2 separate regions of the Mustela erminea genome follow, and region 1 is linked to region 2. The links are chromatin contacts, called in public Hi-C maps. All regions are on one chromosome and are shown on one strand. The core of a region is the stretch at or near the end of the contact, and the rest is flanking DNA. Distances in the headings are between cores, read along the strand shown.

Evidence for each region. Hi-C and Micro-C count contacts between places; a contact is called where the count stands out from the background.
Region 1: a Hi-C map of fibroblasts shows a contact between it and region 2, with 3 times the contacts expected there. The contact joins the promoter of ABI1 here to the enhancer-like site in region 2. A contact is called at or near these places in 2 of 3 Hi-C or Micro-C datasets (fibroblasts and spleen).

Annotation. Positions count from the first base shown.
Region 1 is chr6:129,979,114-129,982,730 of mMusErm1.Pri, reverse strand. ABI1 (abl interactor 1) reads left to right here and starts at 1,768. Exons shown (of 12, transcript XM_032349671.1): 1 at 1,768-2,042. The coding sequence starts at 1,926.
Region 2 is chr6:129,857,008-129,860,973 of mMusErm1.Pri, reverse strand. PDSS1 (decaprenyl-diphosphate synthase subunit 1) reads right to left here. Exons shown (of 11, transcript XM_032349684.1): 10 at 1,341-1,421. Among named protein-coding and RNA genes, the nearest start is that of PDSS1, 50 kb to the right of the region's middle. Within about 2 kb of position 2,488, the one cell type or tissue checked has open chromatin away from gene starts, as enhancers often do. A contact at or near this core is called in fibroblasts, where this site is marked.

The DNA.
Region 1 (3,617 bases), core at 519-3,018, 120 kb before region 2:
ACAACTGGACACAGTCTTCAAAAAAGGGAAAATTCCATATGTCTCCATACCTCCTCACCTTCCCCCTTTAAAAACAGCTCCAACCCACTGCTCCCTTGCAGACAGCCTCCTCTCCTTTGCTGTCCTGCCCCTCCTCCCTTGAGGGGTATTCAATAAACTTCTATCCCCTTTTATCTGCCTCAGGTGAATTCTTTAACTGCTGCTGCTAGTAGCTTCCACCTGATTGTGGCCCCACATTTGGGGACCCGCATCTGATGCAGAGACACCCCATTTGGACACCAAATATATCACATTTCAGGAACTCGGATAAAATAATGCTTGGATTAATGAAAATATTAAAAAAGACTATTATGTCTATTCCAGGTAATTATGGAAAGTAAGCTATTTATTGATTTACAGATCTGGGAATCCTGTGGCTTGGGGGTAGTTTTCTTTTTCATGTAGGAGACTTAAATTTTTCCTTTTACAACTGAACATTTTATGGCCCCTAGTAAAGGTAATATTCAATAAATACCTATTGATGGGTCTTTTTTTATTAATTATTTTTATTAACATACAATGTATTACTTGCCCCAGGGGTACAGGTCGGTGAATTGTCAGGCTTACGTGATGGGTCAATTTTTAAAAATGTGATTGGGGGGCGCCTGGGTGGCTCAGTGGATTAAACCGCTGCCTTCCGTTCCGGTCATGATCTCAGTGTCCTGGGATCGAGTCCCACATCGGGCTCTCTGCTCAGCAGGGAGCCTGCTTCCCCCTCTGCCTCTGCCTGCTGCTCCGCCTACTTGTGATCTCTCTCTCTGTCAAATAAAATAAATAAAATCTTTAAAAAAATGTGATTGGGTCATGTTATTATTCCTATAGTTATTATAATTTGAAATTACTTAGTGGAGAGCTGAAAATGTAGATTTTTAAATTAGTTTGCTTTTCGGCTTTTGAACACCACTTTTCATAGCTCATTATATCAAAAGCATTTAATGTTCTTGTTAAACGAAACTCTTGAAATATAGGGCCTTTTACGCTATTACAAAACAGTTGATTAAAAGAGATAAAAGGATTTTGTGCAACCTAGATGAACAATGCGTACCTAACTTCAGGGAGAGATTTGCAAAGAAGAGTCAAAGAAAAAGCGATTAGGACGGGTAACACTGAAATGTGTATTTACTTTTAAATTGCAAGTCTTTACAGGTACGGAGTATCCTTGTTCAACTCGTACCCCAATATTTAGTACATTGCTTGGTGCAGAACTGTCAATGATAAATGCTAAATTTTAAATGAAAATTTGAGGATGTAGGAAGATTAGAAAGTAAAGCCAGAGTCTTATGTCTAAGAGACAGAGGAAGTAAAGATTTGGATTTCTTCATGTTCTAGCTCTTCTTAATCCCGTATCAGAATTGATATCTCTGATTCACTGACGTTACCTAATCAAGCAAATTCTGCCAATTTTCACAGCCTTCTCCCGGAAAGGATTTTATTCTTTAGCGTCACCATATAGCGCCACCTGCCGGAATTGTTGGGAAACTTCGCAATTAGACCCCTTCCCTGGGCCGTCCTTTACGTTCCTTCCCGTTCTTTTTCGGAGGCCCTCTTACACGCATGCGCTTTCAATGGTGCGCGTTGACTGTGAGAGACTACAATTCCCAGAAGACTATGCCGCAAAAAAAAAAAACCAACACAAAAACCAAAACCCGTGGGGAGGAGAAGGGAAAACGCGAAGGATCGCGAGAGAACGGGATTGAGGCGGCTGCGCGAAGTGGGTGGAGCCGGGTGGAGAGAGTGAAGAGGAAGAGGAGGAGGTGCCGTCCCACAATACCAGGCGGGAGGGCGGTAGGCGGTTTGTATCCGGGCTGTGAGGTGCTCCGCGCCTCCGCGGACCTTGCTGCCTCTGTCTCTTTAACGCGAGAGGAAGCGATGCGGAGGGGTGGAAAATGGCAGAGCTGCAGATGTTACTAGAGGAGGAGATCCCGTCTGGCAAGAGGGCGCTGATAGAGAGTTACCAGAATCTGACCCGGGTGGCGGACTACTGTGAAAACAACTACATACAGGTGAGGAGCGCGGGCGCGCGGGCGGGCGGGCGCTGGCCGGCCCGGCCGAGGATCCACCGCCTGCCGCCCGAGTGACCAGCCCACTGGGCGGGGTGGGGAACTGCCCTAACCTCAGCGGCTGCCTCAGCCTCAACCTCAACCCCAACCCCAACCCCAACCCCAACCCCCAGCCGGGGAGAGCAAGTGGCTCGGCTGAGAGAGTCGGGCTGCGATACAGGAAGTGGCTGTGGTGGTTGAAACCGATAGAAGGGGAGAGAGAAAATGGGCGAGGGAACCCGGAGCTCGCCGCTGCCGCAGCCCGGCGCCCCCCTGCTGTCCGCCTCCCTTCGGGTTGGGCCCCCCGGGTCGCGCGCTGCCCTCAGCAGCCTTCCATTCGCTGGGCTCCTGTGTGGGAGAGCCGGCTGCCGCTCCGTCCGGAGAGGGGTCTCGGACGGGGAGAGGAAAGGGCAGGGACGAGGCGCGGGGGGGCGGGGGAGCGGCAGGAGGGAGAGGAAAAGCGGGGTGTGTGTCTTGGGGGGGCGGGTGGGGGCGATTATGTCAGTTCAACCCAGAGGGTGTGTCTCTTATTTATTTATTTTTTAATAAAAATTTGTCATGAGTCACATTACACAGACCTCCCCGAGGAGAGGAGGAAGCGGGTGGGGTGTGAGGGAGGGCGTCTAAGCGAAGTTAATCTCGAAATTCCTTTAATTGAAGGTTTATAAATTTGCCTGGCCGTCCGTTTTCAAGTCGGGTGTTTTTCCCTCTCATCATTTTCACTTCCGTCCTCACCATAATGTATTCTAGAGGTTGTTAGGACCATCGTTATTATAAAACGATAAATTATTCTTAACTACTTGGAAAAATGTCTTACTTTCTCTTCCCCAAAAGTTTTTGAACTGTTGGCTTTATAAGTAACTTAAAATAGAACGGCGTAACCGCCGGTTGCTTCTTTTCTGAGGTTTCTCTCTTTCCGACCTAAGTAAATGCACAGAACCCAGGTGGATTACCGAACATATTTAGTCCTAGGACCCTAATGTGAAATGTTATTGTAAATTTATTAGGACATTCTTGGGGCCTTATTTGTGACAGATTCTCGTTTGTTTTTATTTCAATGATTGGAAGTGATTTATGTTGTGGTAGTTTGGTTTGTAGATCTTTAACTAGGTAAACCAGCAGTTTGCTATAGAAGCAAATAAAGAGCAGAGAGTCCTTTGTATCAATGTAATGGGATCAAAAATTCTCCTGTTAGGAGAAGACATAATCCAAACGTGCTTTGCAAGAATCGGGTTATTGCAATTCAGAACTGAAGTATTTATAGAAATGCCTCCCATGTGATTATCATTTTTAAGAACCAATAGTTTCTGTGTTGGCAAATGCTTTTCTTTATTTTTAGAAGGAGATGCTGTTTTCAGAATATTTTGAATATTTCTCAATTTCCATATTAGTAACATTGTATCTTAAGTATCACCAGTAGGAATTTATCTCATAAACTTCTTCCAAGCTTTTACTTTAGGAGTTCAGATAAACTTGTTGAATGCCCACCATGTCTACTGTATTACTTGGTTTTGCAAACTTTGTAGTTAGCCTTTTAAA
Region 2 (3,966 bases), core at 1,239-3,738:
GTTAATTGCCCCTCTTTGCAGTCCCACTTCCCACTTCAGCCTTCAGTAATTCTGACAGCAGAACCTCTCCCGGTACATCACCTCTTTATCAGCTACAGTCCTTCTCCTGAGTCCTGAACAGTACTGCCAGATTACCCTCCAAAGAGGTGGTAGCACATTAGGATGCTTAGCAGTATAGAGGCTTAGAGAAATACATCCTTCGGAGAGGGTCTTGCTTTTTGGAAATCTGACAGGTAATTATTTGAAGGACTGCACTAACCACAGATCAGACCACACATTAGCTTACTAAAAACTGCTCACCCATCTCATTCATTAGCTCTACTGGCTCCAAATAACTTTGGGTTTAGATTTTGGAAAGAGTTCACTCTTGAAAGACAGTTATTGAAAGTGAAAATACGCACAAAGATCTGGCTTCTACAGGAAAGTTCTGAGGATATGTGGCAGTATATCTGAAATAAGCTTACCGCCCCTGAAGGTGAAACAGTCTGCCTCTGTGGGTTCTTGAGTGACCACTGATGGCAGTTCTAGGAGGGACCAGGGATGGTCCACACTGAGGGGATGGCTGTGAGCACCCAATAACCTGGAGGTGGCAAAGGTAAGCCTGTACCAGGAGGCCTGTCTGGGGGACTGCAGGGCAGCAGTGCTGCCAGTGGATTTGAGGAAGACGGCTTTCAAACCAGCAGGGCTCAGCCCATATGATACAGTAGAATCACTTGGATAGAGGCACCTGGGTGGCTCAGTGGGTTAGGGCCTCTGCCTTTGGCTTGGGATCCCGGGGTCCTGGGATTGAGCCCCACGTCAGGCACTCTGCTCAGCGGGGAGCCTGCTTCCCCCACTCTCTCTGCCTGCCTCTGCCTGCCTGTGACTCTGTCAAATAAATAAAAAATCTTAAAAAAAAAAAATAATTTTGGTAGCTCTAAAGAAGTCCTAATGTTCAAACCTTACCCAGGACCACTTAAATTAGTCTTCAGAAAGAGTTCTAGAAGAATAAAGGATCATACAAGTTTCTCTTCCTCAGTTTTTGTCAAGTCAACAATTGACCACACCTGGTCTTGCATCTAAAATTTGTTCTGTTATTTGGTTAAAGAACTCTGCTGCACTGACCTGCTCCTGGCTCATTTCTTCGTAAAATAATTTATCTGGGGAGCGCCTGGGTGGCCCAGTGGGTTGGGCCTCTGCCTTTGGCTTGGGTTGTGGTCTCGGGGTCCCGAGATCAAGCCCCACATCGGGCTTTCTGCTCAGCAGGGAGCCTGCTTCCCCCCCCCCCACCCCCCCGCCTGCCTCTCTGCCTCCCTGTGATCTGTCAAATAAATAAATAAAATCTTCAAAAAAAATCTTACCTGTAATACATATTGTCGAGCTCTGTCCACATCTCCTGGCAAACTGAACCGTCTCATTATCATAGCATTCATTTCTGGGAACTAGCCATAAAGAAAGAAAATATTTATTTATTACTCTTGTAAAAATCAAATGTTCTAACACTTAAGTTTATAACAACAGGAAAAAACGAAAAGGTGATTAAATGTTTAGATGGTTTGAGGGCAGGGGCAATAAACTGTAGCAATTAAAGAAGCAGAGCTAAGAGACACATCCGTCTCCATGCCCAGGACTGAGCGGGTGCCCAGGAGAGGCAGCTGCTGATCTTGTTCATTCTGGTGTTCTTTCTATTCTAGTCTTGGGTCCACCAGTGAGTAAGAAAGAAAGAGCAAGCTACATCCCTAAAATCCCCTTACTGCCCTCTCTAAGAGTTCTCAAGCTTTTGCACCGGAATCACTAGAGACCTACTGGGCCACTGCTTCAAGGCTTCTTGATCAGTAGGGAATGGGGCCTGAGCACGCATTTCTAGCAGATTCCCGGACGATACGAATTCTACTGACATTCTGAGAAGCAGTGGCCCAAGATGAGGGTGGGAATTAAGCATTCTACTTTTTAGTGCTAAACTGAGTGACATCTGGAAGCCACTGAGGTGTCTGAGCAGCGGGTATTACGAGCAGAGGGTGCTCAACGTTGACTGCACACGAGAGTCAGTCAGGAAGCTTGGGGTTGCCTAGATCTGCTCCTAAGGATTAGGATTCTGCTGGTGGGGGCGGGGCGGGGGCCGGAGTCTGGCCCGGGCATCAAGATTTGAAAAGCACGCCAGGTGTTTTTAATGTGCAGCCAAGTTTGAGACCCACTGAATTAGAGGAGGCAGAGAGGCCAGTCATGTTACTGTCGTGGATTATAAAGAAGACCAGAGTGAAGCTGTGGCACTAAGAGAGAAAAGGAGACAGGTACACTGAAGACAACCTGTGCTCTGCACTGGGGAGCAACAATTCGGGAGAATCGTCACCATTAACAACCAGGAAGTCAGGACACCAGATCCCTTCATTCTCTAGACTAGTCAGAGCCCTAGTCCTGGAGCCTCCAAAGCTGAGTGAGCCCTGTCACCTGTGGGTCCTACCCTCCTCCTCAGTGTCGTGAGGTTGCTTAACCAAACGAGCGGACACCCGTTAGCTCTAACAGCTTCTGGTTCCATGACATAAGAGGTAAGCTATGTTTGGTTCTGGACACATCAGTGCTTACAGCAGTTGCCAGATTCTCCCTGGCAGTGAGCCTGAAGTTGCTGTCCTGTAACCACCATCACGGTATTAGTAATCCTAGAAGAAAAAAATAGGGCACACAGAGAAAAACCTCAACCGGATGATGACAGATGAAGAATTAAGAGTGTTCCTTTCAGAGTCAAGTATGTGTCAGAACAAAGTTCTAAACACGTAGAAGCTGCTCCCATGCTTAGAAAATGTAAAGGCCGGCAGACGGTTAGTTCTTAAATGAGAACAGGTAATTTGTTTTAGTTACTGGCCTTTTAAGAATAGAGTAAGTTTTATAGGAAACACATCAGGAAGCTCAAGTCAATCAATTTAGGTGGTAAAAAGCCAAATCAAGTAAGCATTTGTCTTAATACCGCATTCCAAAATTGGAAGGCCCTATGCTCAGAGGTGACGGGACGCTGTTCCGGGCATCTGGGATAATCATTTGTTTATGGTACATGAGCTCTTTCTGCCGTACCAACAGGGGTGGTAAAATGTGCTGATTGGGTGGCTTCTCGGACTCCTTTTATTATAAAAAGCATCGAGAAAGCAAAGTGTGAAGAAAATATTTGCTGTGAGTGTGACTACATCCTTCCTCTAAACATGTAGTGTGTGCAAGTTTAATATGCAAATACCAAACTCTTCCCCTAGGCCTTCCTCAGTCCCCTTACTGTGTGCGATGTGGAGAAGAAAGGAGAAGCCTTAACGGGAACAACGGTTGCCTGCTTGCAGATTTCATAAGAAATAAGAAAATTTTTGCCCAGGCTATTTAAGTTTGAGGGTAGGGAGACCTTTTAAGAATAGGACAAATCAGGGGCACCTGGGTGGCTCAGCTGAATGTCGGACTCTTGATTTCGGCTCAGGTCATGCTCTTGGGGTAGTGGGAGGGAGCCCCGCATCAGGCTCCACGCTTAGGAGGGAGTTTGAGGGTTCTCCTCTGCCCCTCCCCCGCGCTTTCTCTCTTTCTCTAAAATAAATAAATCGTTGGGCGGGGGGAAGAGCAGGACAAATCGTATTCTAACTGTGAAATGTATCCATAAACTAAACTAAACTAAACTAGAAAGGTGATCAATAAATGTAGCGAGATTACTCACACAAAACCTGGGTAACTAAGGGACAGCTAGTCAACAGTGACAGAAGCCAGGACAGCTGGTGCAGGGGCTGGGGCTGCTCATGGCAGCTGGAAGTGCGGCTACAGGCTGACATTTGGGTCTGGTGACTTTATCAAATAAGAGAAACAGAAGAAAGGAAAAGATCTTTTAAAGGATATTTGAGAACAAATGTAATCTCACCAAAAAAAAAAAAAAAAAAAAAAAAAAAACCACAACCAAAAAACACTTCCATTTTGTTTCTGAAGAGCTCAATATCCAACTTACATACTCCTTAAAAGATTTAACAT